Regions from separate parts of the Anser cygnoides genome. Here region 1 is linked to region 2. A link is a contact called in public Hi-C data. All regions are on one chromosome and are shown on one strand. Each heading gives the region's core, a stretch centred on a gene start, on an enhancer-like site or on the middle of the called end of the contact. The rest is flanking DNA. Distances are from core to core; before and after follow the strand shown.

Region 1 (6,046 bases), core at 2,048-4,547, 390 kb before region 2:
TTGTGGTACGGCAAAGTTTACTACACTAAATTAAGATAGATTAAGATTGCATATTAAAAAACAAACAAATTTGCTTCTGATTCTATTTGAAAAGAGCAACAGGCCGCGACAACCATTACCATTTTTTTATATTTAAAATACCATTTGTATAGCAAAGGTAGCTGACAATAGCAGTTCAAATCAGTTGTCTTATATACTGGAGTAGGAAGTCAGAAGTTTATAAAGGAACAGAAAACCAAACAAAAATTCCATAAACTGCATTCTAATGTGACAAGAAAAAGTTTAGCTTTACAGTGACAAAGACCAAGAATATGCATCCTAGAAACATTTTAGTAAATGTTCACTATGAAAGCAGAACATTGGGCATAACACAGGGATTTTTCTGTAATGACCTAAAATTTCTTGCATCCTAAGGTGAATTTGATGCTGAAACATTTTTCTATGCAGAATACTGTGGTTCTTGTAGAACCTGAGATAACTATAATGACTCTGTAATTATTAGCTGAGACTTATGACAAAATCTTTCTGCATCCAGTGTTGCTAATAGCACCAGGTTGATGTAGGTCTTTGATCATTCCACAGAGCTCAAGTCACATGAGGATAACATTGACCTTATTTCAAGGAAGAGTTATTCATGCCACTTCTTTGACTTAGAGAGGTTGTTCACCCAGTCATGCCTGACTGAAATAGAAAGGATGGATTTACAAATTCAGTGCCAGATACACGGAGTTGACAAACACTATAGTTAATCTGTAAAATTAGTTCCAGAGCTATAAAAGGCACAGGGAGAGACAGATCCAGCATGCTCACTGGAAGAACTCTACTATCATTTACAAACTCAAGCAGCCACCTGTCAGCTTCTGTAGTCTCTTCTCCTCCACAGACTTTTTCTCTCTGTCCCTAACGTAGTTCATATACTTGTCTAGCCCCATGGTTCTTTTTTTTTTTTCTTTTTCTTTTTAACTTTCCACTTCCACTATCATCTCTGTGCAACATCGTTCACAGAGCCCAGGCTCTCAGCTCTTTCAGGTCCTTATTTCTGCCCCCCTACCCCCTCCCCCCCCATATAGATACCTGACGATCTTGAAGATGCCTTCATAGGATTGCTCTCTGAAAAATGCAGTTATTCCCAATCCTCCAGTCACTCAAAGAAAGAAGAGAGAAACTCTGACATGCCAAGGTGACAAAGAAAAGCTAAGTTTAAGCAGAGAATTAAATTCAGGTTATCAAGAGTCTTTGCAAGAGGACATGTCTCGTCTTCCAAATCCCCTTCCTTAAATCCACTCTTACTACTGCTTGGAATCTAGCCTGGGCAAGTGCGAACACTTGTAAAACAAATGACTCAAATTGTAAAGAGTCCAAATATTTTCAGTCTTACTTGTCAAGTGAAAGATATCACTGTCTAGCAGGTAATGCTCCTTACACTTGAGACACTGGTCTTGAAATAACTCTAGCTATACACTTCTAAATCCCTGTTTGAATCTAGCCCTAAGGGAAGAAATGATGTTAAAGCCACTTTCATTCCGAGTAAGAGCATCCATACAGGGGGATAAATACTGTTCAGCCACCACGCTTGATGCAGATTTGTCAAATATCCTGATATACAGGAACATTTCTGGATTTTTCCATGCAGGTACTAGTCCAGTCAAGCCCTCTTCAGCATTAGAAGTGTGCCTCATATCATAAGACACCTTATTTTGCAGCTATATTTGCTGTGTTGTTCATTCTTTGTAGGGTATGTTATGGGGCATATTGCTGGGTGCCTGTCACCTGAATGTTTATTGACTCATGAAGGTTATCAAACGACTAGAATTACTTGCTATGTCATACACCATTACTTTGTATGGACATTATAGTGGCCAGTGCTTCTACTCCCATTTTAGTTCAATGTGACTGCTGCTTTCCCCAATGATACATAAGCAGTAATAGGTAATAACTACGCCATGACATACTTACTTCATAGAGCTCAAGCACCCAAGCAATGAAGGAATTGCCAGTGCTGCTTTTATAGTCCGTGTTCATACTGGTATGGCAATTAGCCAAACTGACAAAATGGCAGTATTTCACTTAAGTATCTTTTTATTTTCTCTCTCCCATGTAAGTACATCCATTTCCACATTTATTCCATTATCTTTCACTAATACAAGAAATAATTGTGAGACTGAGGTTTTCCTTCATAAATGTTTCTATGCACCATTGATTTTATTTCAGCTTTGTTGTGGTTACACTAACAAAAGCAAGCATTTGAGCTACGAGTGGTTTTGTCTGAGCCATCATCTTTCACCTGATGGCTTTTTTGGTTTAACACGGGCTATTTACATTTAGCTTTTGGAATTAGAGTAATAAGAGCAGGAAAGGACCTCAGGAGGTCACCCATTGCCTCCCCCTGCTGCAGGGCAGAGCCAAACAGCTAAACCACAGCTAAGCAGATCTGAGTTCTCCCTAGCTGTTGACACCTGACCGATGCCCACACAATATCCACTGGTGGCCATTTACCTCAGCTTCAAGATCTGATCTACTTACAGGTGCTGTAACTGCTAACAGGTGATGTGACTCATAGCGTCCATTACACACACAGCTCTTTTCATTTCATGCTTTTGCTGTGTCCTTTCACAACACTCTGCATCTTCTGCAGGTCTGAAAATCTACACGTTGCAGTAGAAAGGACATTTCCACTATCCCTCTACCCAACACTATTGTCTGCAAACAGTTTACATCAGCCTCTGTGCTCTGTGATAAATCATCTGCTTTCACAACCCAGGGCAGTTATAAATAGCAACACATGATTTCACATTTTGTAAAACCCACAAAACTTCCCAAGAAACTGATTGCCCAACTAAAATGCAGGAAAAAGGGCAAAATTAACTATAATGCACCAGGTAAGCAAAACGTCTTGAGACTTTTTTTTTCTGTTTCCTTTCATTTGGAAAGCACTCAGACACAAGTGTCATTTCTAAAATGATGAAGTTTGTTGAGGCTGCAAAGAGCTTTCCTTGAAAATCCTTTTGCTCAGCAGGAATTCCACTGGGAGAATGTGGCTTGGATAATGAAGTGATCTCAAAGTTGGTGGTCTGTGTTCTAGGAATACATTACTTATTCATATGTGGGACTTCGTTGTTTTTCCTGCAGCATTCATCTTCATACTGTCCTGTATCTTTAAAGTTTCCATGGAAAGGCACGTATCTTTTGCAGGAACTTGTGTGTAACTATACAGAAGTTATCTACAGCAAAATATGCATGGGAGAAAAAAATATTTCACTGAGCAGGAATTTTGCTATCAAGTTTTGGATTTCATCCTCAAAACGGTGCCTCCCTTCACAATAATGGATGAGTTAGAAAAATATTCCCAGCTTCTCTTCAGAAGGGGAACACCAGCCAATGAGCATATTGCCCTATCAGCTGCTGCACTGGATCTCAGTAATAACCCCAGCTCATTGCCCCAGAAACCTTTTGTCTTTGTGCTTTTTCTGACAAAACAGCATTAACAAATTCTACAATTTAAAACCTTCGAGAGTTTTTTTTTCCCCCTCTCTGAATGGGAGTTATCTGGTGCAATGTGTTTACACAATATAATCAACAGTAAACCCTAACTAGGGTAATCCCAAGAAGAGGAACCTGATGGTTTGGAACAGATTTAAAATAACCAGAAAGGGCACAGATCTGACGTGCAATGACATATTCCAAGTGCTCTAAATACACAAGACCTTTCAACCCATTAGAAATGATAAGCTTCATCCCACTGCATCATAAGAAGAAAATAAACCACACTAACCCTAATGCCTGCAAATAAAGCAAAGCATCGTAGCTGCTTTGTCAGAACTTGTATGACCTTCCTCTCTATAAAACATGCCTCATAACAATGGTGGGGTTAAGAATCAGAAGTAGGATACAATTTACATTACACAAAAATAAACTTAGAGATATTCAGCCACTGAGATACTAATTTCCTGATGTAAGTCCCAGGCAAAAATTAGAAACTGTAGTCCATTACTGCCTCAGGACGGTGCCCCTTGATATGCCTTATTATAAATCCCAGGGTAGCGCAGCATAGTAGGCTGAAAGAAAATGTTCTTGATGATGTACTGGAAACAGATGACTCTCAGTACCCCAACACTAAACTGAAACATTTTTCTATGCAGAATACTGTGGTTCTCGTAGAACCTGAGATAACTATAATGACTCTTTAATTATTAGCTGAGACTTATGACAAAATCTTTAGTATGACACTTTAGTAGTGTCATACTAAAAAATATTTCCAGGCATATTCACAGATGGCAGGCATATATCTAACTGCCTGTTAGTACAAGGACATGCAGAGGAGCATGTCTTGCACTCTTCACCATTAGAAAGTGATTGAGACGATGTCCTAAATTCCAGTGGTACAGCTGGAATGGATGTATATGTAGGACCCAATGCATATGAATCATCACACCAGCCAGATCCTGACCCTTCACTCAGTTTTTTCAGCTCCTCTTCAGGCAACATTCCCATTTACATTAATGTGACTACTTTCACAAGGGAAGGTCATAAGCATAAGAGTCATTGCACCGTTCCTAGAGGCAGATCATGACCCTTAAGTACACATTTATTGTAGAGCTGATAGGTAACTCATGGTGTAACACAGCTGATTGAAGAAGACATTTTTTGGCAAAAGAAATTAAGTGGAGTGAATTAACTTTATGGATCGAAACACAGTAAAGCACAGGAGGCCTACTGAGGAATGGAAGTACCGATTATTGTGTGTTTCTGCTAATGAGAATCTAACATACAACTTGCACAAGAACAAGCTAAAGCCTCCATTACTCAGAGGAGATCAATTCATGTCATTGGGATTGTTTCTAAGGATGGTGGTTTTAGACAATTTAGAAAAGTTTAGCTGAAACTAAAAACTCTCCTTAGATTTTAAGGACCCAAAGGAGTTATGTATAACAATCCTAAAAAGACTTCCTAAAACAGCTAGGTAAACCATCTGTAACAAATGCATATTGCCAAAGTAAAAGCAACCAGGGAATCTGGCCACATCATGGATTTCGAAGTTTCAGCCCAGGAAGATGGAAACACCGAGGAACTATCTGCCCAGCTAAGCACATGTAGCATGGCTTCCAGAAAAGGCTAAAACCAAAAGACATTGGAACTTTCCGGACATATTTTTAACAGTTGGGTTGGGAACAGAACTGTTGAAGTCTTAATTAATGCTGTTCCTCCTTATTCTGCAGCTATGTACAGGTAGTGTATATATATGTTGCGGCAGTACTGCTCTTAGGAAGGGAGACTAAAGCAGTGCTTCCAGGGAGTTTTGGAGTCTGGTGAAAACAGTTTTGTGCAGAGAGGGATTTGTCATTTTCAGAAAGGAACACGATATATTTGCCGAGGATGCTCAGCTTTGGAATGAGAGGGCAGAAGAGACAATGAGCATGCAGTTTGGCTGAAGGTATACAGCGTGATGGACCAAGATTACACTTCTTCCCTTGGCTGCACCTGTCTCCCAGCTTGCAGGCATCTCCAACACCAGACCTTCTGGCCTTTCTCAGAGCAGGTCTCATCAATAAGGATCTGAAACTGCCCACAGAATCCAGTGACTCATCCTATATAATGACTCAGTGTTGCAAGCTGATGGAGCTTAGCCAGGCTTAGCAAGAGTGGAAAGTTTTTAATTTTTATTTTTTTTATACATAGACTTTTAGACATAGATTTTTGAGACTAGTGTCTCAAAGATTTTTGCGACTAGTGTCTACCCCTCTGCTTACAGATCCCTGTTTAGAGCCCACTGACCATCAATTTCACAGATCTCACTGCAGGGTGCTTCAGTTCCCACAGCGATTCTATTCCTAGCATGTGAACAACATATTCAGAGCATTCTTCCTTGGGGACGTCCCTCAGAGCATATGATGTTTTTTAAGCAAAAATGGGGATCAGAGTACCACAATCAAACAATCAGATGTGAACTTAGGAGACTGTCCTTATGAGGAAGCATGATGTAGGGAAGCAAGCCGCTCATTTTAGAACCAGAATGTTTATGATACATGTGTTGCAAGGCAAAAGTCTG
Region 2 (5,497 bases), core at 2,048-4,547:
ATCTTGGCGGTGCGGGATAACGTGTCCCTGGGTGCTCAGCACCACCGAGGTGTTGAGGTCCCCTCCCGGTCCTTCCCTCCGTGCCAGTACAGTGAACTGGGGGTGTCTGCAGGAGGCTCTCCCCGGAGCCTGGAGGGGCTCAGCCTGCAGGACAGAGGTGTTGTGTCCTCTTAGGAAACCACGTGGTGCCTGGGGAAGGCATTTGGGATGCCAAAAGCAGCTGCTGGCTGCAAAACTGGTATTTTCTAAGCAGACATTTTTTTCTTACGGGTGAAAAATTAAGGGAGAAAGGTGCTTGCATTTGAAATGAACTTGGAAGCCTTGGCCAGAAGGTGCTGGGTCAGCTTCTGGGAGCCCCTGCCGGGGACAGGATGGATCCCTGCAAATCGGTGGAGGTACGTGCTTCTGTAATCGGGGCAGCCAGCTGATTTTCTTGGCTGGCCGCATGATGTTTCAGGTCACGAGGCTCTTGCAGGCACCCGTGGGGTGTTTATGAGCCGGCTGGGACATGCCCTGCTCGTCTGCAGGGCACCAAACCCAGCTATGCAAAGCGTGCATCCTCTCACCTGCAGAAATAACCCCTCCACCTCCTGCTGCTGTAGCAGGTCCTGCTCTTGGCCGGGGCTCGGAGCACCTGCAGCCACCACGCCTGCCCATCTCCCTCCCGATTGCCCAAATTCGGCCTTGCCACTGCCAGCTCCGAGGAGCAAGCTTGGCCGGCTGAAGGGTGAGGCTTAAAATTTGGTTGTTGCCTCTGCTGCAGAGCTGTGTCGAGCCGGTTGCTGCGAAACACCTCGATTAGCAGGAGGACTGATTGCTCCCTCTTTTAATCAAGGTAACCCAAAGCTGGCTTCAAACCCTGAGCTTTAAAAGCAGCCTTGATTTATGTGAGGTTGCAGCTTTGTTCAAATCGAGTCTGAACATTTTTTTTTTGAGCTTGTTTTTTTTTTTTTCCAATTTAGACTAAGATGCAGCAAAAAATAAAGCTGTAAGATCTGGGAGTGTTAATTTATATTTTTTTTTCAGTGCCAGCATTTGAAATTCCAACTCCCAGTTAGGAAATTTGTCGAAGAAGTTGTGTGAATCATCCATACCATCAATTTAGGACCGATCACATGGGAAGGGAGCAGAAAATTAGTCACTTCGTTAATCTGCTTCCAATAAAAATGACTTAGAAATACACGGGGGGGGGGGGTAAAACATAAGAGCAGCTTGTGGGAGCGGCTGTCACGCGTCCTCGCACCGGCGCAGCAGCCACCTGCTTGTTTCCCTGTGCTTTTTTGGGGTGGCCGGCGAGGCCCTACAGCTGCCTGCGCTTTGGTTCGTGATCAAAGCGGCTTCGGATGGCGGCAGCACTGCGAGCGCAACCGGGGGCAGCTGGAAGGCGGCCTCCCCCCGGGGAGCAGCGGTTCTAACCGGCTAACTTTAGGTGCGCAGAAGGGCTTCGATACCCAGAGCAAGCCGCGTGCAGCATTCCTTACTTAGATCAGTTTTCCAAAAAAAAATCAGAAGATGGAAAGATAAAGGAGGAAAACATGGAGGAATGGCCTTCTAATCGCTATACGCGCACGTTCTTTTGGCAGTAAGGGAAAAAACTTTTACAGCTAAGAAAAGGCAAATAACTTTGTACGAGGAATTTAACAGCAGCGGCTACAAAGGAGGCGATGCTTTGGGATGAGGTGGAGGTTTGTGTTTTTGAAAGCTTTTACAGGAGCAAAGATAACGCTGCAGTGAAAGAGCAGATAATGTCCTGTGCATCCTTATGGAAACAATTTTATTTATTTATTTTTCCCAAGTCTGGAGTGAACTTTCAGGGAGAGGAGAGGCCAAGGGGCTGGTCAGGGTTGCAGCATGTTGGCGGTGCTGATGCAAAGGGTTTGGAGAAGCCAGGAAGGGTGAGCGTGGTCTGGGAGAGCTGAGAAATCGCTGTCCCTGAGAGCCGACAGTGAGCTTGTTTCTCCCTGGATGTACACTGCTCCCTGCATTGCTGCCGGGGGAGACTCAAGGGGTCGCTTTCCCAAGTAGCCTCTAAGAGATTTCCACGAGATAAGCTTCAGAGCCGCATTACGCACGGGCACTTCCCCGGCACCGCACGGTTTGCTAGCAGCTGGTGTTGTGTTTTTGGTACAAAACGCTCTCCTCCTTCGGTTCTCCCTCCAGCAGCGATGCGACACCGGGGCTGAGCTCATTCATACCTGAGCCCCTGTGTCGCCACGGGCAGCTCAAAGCCGAAACTCCTCCGTAAGAGGAGGAAAAACGCCTGCTGCCGCTCCCTGCCTTTCGGTTACGTGCCACTTGCCGTGGGCCGGACGCTGGTAAATGATTGCCAGAGGCTGGCTCTGCACCCAAACGGGAGCCTCTCGCCCACGCGGGACCCGCGGCGTCCCGCTCCCGGACCGACCATCGCTCGTCACCCCTCGTCTCGGCGGCCGCCGTCGTTTCGTGCGAGGAGAGGTGAGGCCGTTGCTTTTCTCATAACACAGCCGGCTGCTTTTATTTATTTTCAAACCACCCACTCCTGGCCTCCGCCGGGGCTGTGGGGTAGGACGGGGTGGGGAAAAGCCCGGCTCCACGGGCGGTTTTGGCGCTGGCGGTGCCAGTAGTTGGCACGTCGCTTTCCAGGACACCCTGCCACCCGGTGCCGGCGCTGGGGTCCTGTGTCCCGGCACGATGGTGGCTTTGGGGTGGCAAAACCCAGCCGGGTGGTGCCCGAGCTCGGCAGCGACGCTGAACTTTGCTCCATGGCGGGGGCGGGCGCCGGTTTCACTGGGAGTTTGCGGCCACGCAGCGGGGCAGAACCATGCTCTGAAATGAGACTGGTCTCCACCTCGCCAATACAGCATTTAGGGAACGTTGGTGGGAGAAATGGGCAGAGCCCGAGCTCCTTCGCTGCTGCTGGTTTTCCCCCTCGGCGCTGCCGAGTCAAATAATCGTGCCCGTGGCGGCTGCTCCGCACCCGCTGCCCTCGGTCCCCGCCGCGCTCCGCGGGTAAATCTGGAAGTGAGGGATCGATAACGCTGCTGCGGGTGATGGGGAGGCTGGTGTTGGATCAGCTGCTCCCAAGTGCTCCCCGGGGGATGGATTTGGCTTTCGGGCTTGTTCTCCAACAAGTCGTTCTGCCCCAGCACCGTCAGGTCTCCTGGTGGGAACAGCACCGTGGGACTGTTTCCTTTCCTAGGCTTCTCCTTTGCCTTGTGTCACGGCTAAAGCCTTGTGTTGCTCAGGGTGGGAGCCTTTGAGCCCTTGCTTTGATTCCTCAAGGAGGCAAAAATAAAAAAATAAAAAGGTGTTTAACTCAAGTTAAATCTTTTCTCCCTGCGCTGACACCTGCTCCTCCTTCAGCCTGCTCCTTGCAGGCACCCCTGGGGCGACGGCAGCGGTCGTGGCGTGTCCCCAAACTTTGGGGAACGGGGGGAACTGGGAGCTGGGCTAGGTTTGGAAAGCAGTTTGGGACCCTTTGTACCTTCCTCTGCCCAGGTCCCTCAGACAGGCTTGATGCTTGAAGGCTCCACAAAAAAACATAGGAGGAAAAAACATTTTGAGAGTGTTTACAACCAGAATAAACCCAGATATCTGAGTTCTTTGCAGATTACGTCGATTTAATTTCATTTGTTAAGACTTGTGGTCGTTTGGCTGCTGGAAGAGGCAGGAGTGCTAAGTGAGATTTTGCTGCAGTTAATTTTTCCCATTTCTTAATCCCTCTCAGATTAACAGAGGGGAAGGCAAATAGAGCACAACGTGCGCCATCTACACCTCTCAATTTCCCTTTGCACAGCTGGGAAGGGTGGGCGGGAGGGCGGCCGGAGGCTTCTCTGCCTTTTAGATATTGTTTGGAAAATCCCCAGTGCCGCACTGCCAAATTGTTAGGGAAATAGCAGCGAAAGTCCAACAAATCCATTAAAAGGCTGCGCTCTCAGCAGAAGTAGGCAGGGTGTTTCCTGGCTGCCCAGGCCTACCATGCACACGGGCAAACCTCAGTGCTTCTCACCTGGGGAGGACTTGGACCCGCTGCCCAGACCTGAGCTGTGCACGGGGTTTTTGGTGAGACAGAAGGGTTTTATTGCGGGTGAACGCCGGTATTTTAGCAATAACACCATAAATCTGATCTGCGAGCAGCAGCAAGCGTCTGGCTCCGGCTGCACCTCGTGGGTGGGGGCTGATGTTCCAGGCGCCCGGCAGACCTAAAAGCGCGGCTGTTAAAGCATCGCCCCTAGAAGAGGCTCAGGACTGACTCCTCGTGTCTTCTCTCCCGCAGGGACCGCGTCCCGCGATGCCCCAGCGTGCCTGAGGCCCGGCAGCCGCGGGGATGGAGCTGAAGGTGTGGGTGGACGGCATCCAGCGGGTGGTCTGCGGCGTCTCGGAGCAAACCACCTGCCAGGAGGTGGTCATCGCTTTGGCGCGGGCCATAGGTGAGCGGCGCACACCTGAGCGAGCTAAAGCGGAGCTCTCAAGACCCGACCAAACTCCTTGCCCTCCGTTTGGCACGGCCGTGTGTTTATATCCCTCCTCACAGAGGCTTGCTGGGGAGATGGCCAAAATAAATAGCTTGCAAGCGGCGTGGACAGGGTGCCTGGATGCCGGTGCCTGCCGTGCTCTCGCCTGTGGTCAATCCTGCCTTCTAGTGGCTCAGTTTCAAAACGCTGCGATCCTATTAGCGCGCAGGCTTTGCGCTGCGACGTTTCCCCTCTGTGCCAGGTTTGAGATCGAGCCCTGTAGATCAAAGCCCTCGTATCTCCGATTTCTCTTGCACGCCTTCCAAAAAGAACAGCAGGCTGATGTCTCCTCCACCTCCGCTCTCCAGGGCGTGCGTTCTTCCAGGCTGAGGGAACAGCAGGGCAGCTCCAGTTGGTGTCCTCAGCTTTTTCACACGCAAAACTCGACCGCGGAGGCGCTGAGCTTTGCAGAGAGATGCCCCATCCTACAAAGAGGGGCAGCACGGGACCCCGTTAACGGGGGGATGACTCGTGCCGTCCTCTCTGCGGCGAGCTGCTCCTGCTGTTGGGTGTCCCTGGGGAGATGGGTGGAAGATTTGGGTGATGGGTGGGAGATTCGGTGGGAAGATTTGGAAGGGGAAAGGGAGGAAAATGAATTTGTGCGGGTTTCGGGGTGCGCCCCACTTCCCCGGCACCATCCTCCCCCCAATGCTCTCGCTCGTTTTGGTGTCCAGAGCAAAACAAAAATGCCCCATCCTTGGTGGGTAGGGGCACCTCTGGGTGCTTCCTGGGGAGAGGGAACCTCCTGGGGGCAGGGTCCAGCTCTGGGGCAGCGGGGACGTCACCGGCCGCGGCTTCCCCCCCGGGTGACGTGCTTGTGTCCTGCCCTCAGGTCAGACGGGGCGCTACGTCCTGGTGCAGAAGCTCCGGGAGAAGGAGCGGCAGCTCCTCCCGCTCGAGTGCCCCTTGGAGTCGCTGGCCAAGTGCGGGCAGTATGCCAACGACGTGCAGTTCATCCTGCGGCGGACGGGCCCCAGCGTGGCCGAGCGGCCCTCCTCGGAGGG

Evidence for each region. A called contact is a pair of places that touch in the nucleus more often than the background predicts.
Region 1: a contact with region 2 is called in a Hi-C map of liver, with 1.9 times the contacts expected there. The contact joins two enhancer-like sites. A contact is called at or near these places in 2 of 7 Hi-C or Micro-C datasets (both in liver).

Annotation. Positions count from the first base shown.
Region 1 is chr5:20,981,837-20,987,882 of Taihu_goose_T2T_genome, reverse strand. All of the region lies in intron 1 of LOC125182190 (a long non-coding RNA gene), which reads right to left. Among named protein-coding and RNA genes, the nearest start is that of EGLN3, 18 kb to the left of the region's middle. Within about 2 kb of position 3,297, at least 2 of the 3 cell types and tissues checked have open chromatin away from gene starts, as enhancers often do. A contact at or near this core is called in liver, where this site is marked.
Region 2 is chr5:20,591,636-20,597,132 of Taihu_goose_T2T_genome, reverse strand. RASSF7 (Ras association domain family member 7) reads left to right here. Exons shown (of 7, transcript XM_066997356.1): 2 at 4,256-4,409; 3 at 5,326-5,497. The coding sequence starts at 4,307. Among named protein-coding and RNA genes, the nearest start is that of RASSF7, 13 kb to the left of the region's middle. Within about 2 kb of position 3,297, at least 1 of the 3 cell types and tissues checked has open chromatin away from gene starts, as enhancers often do. A contact at or near this core is called in liver, where this site is marked.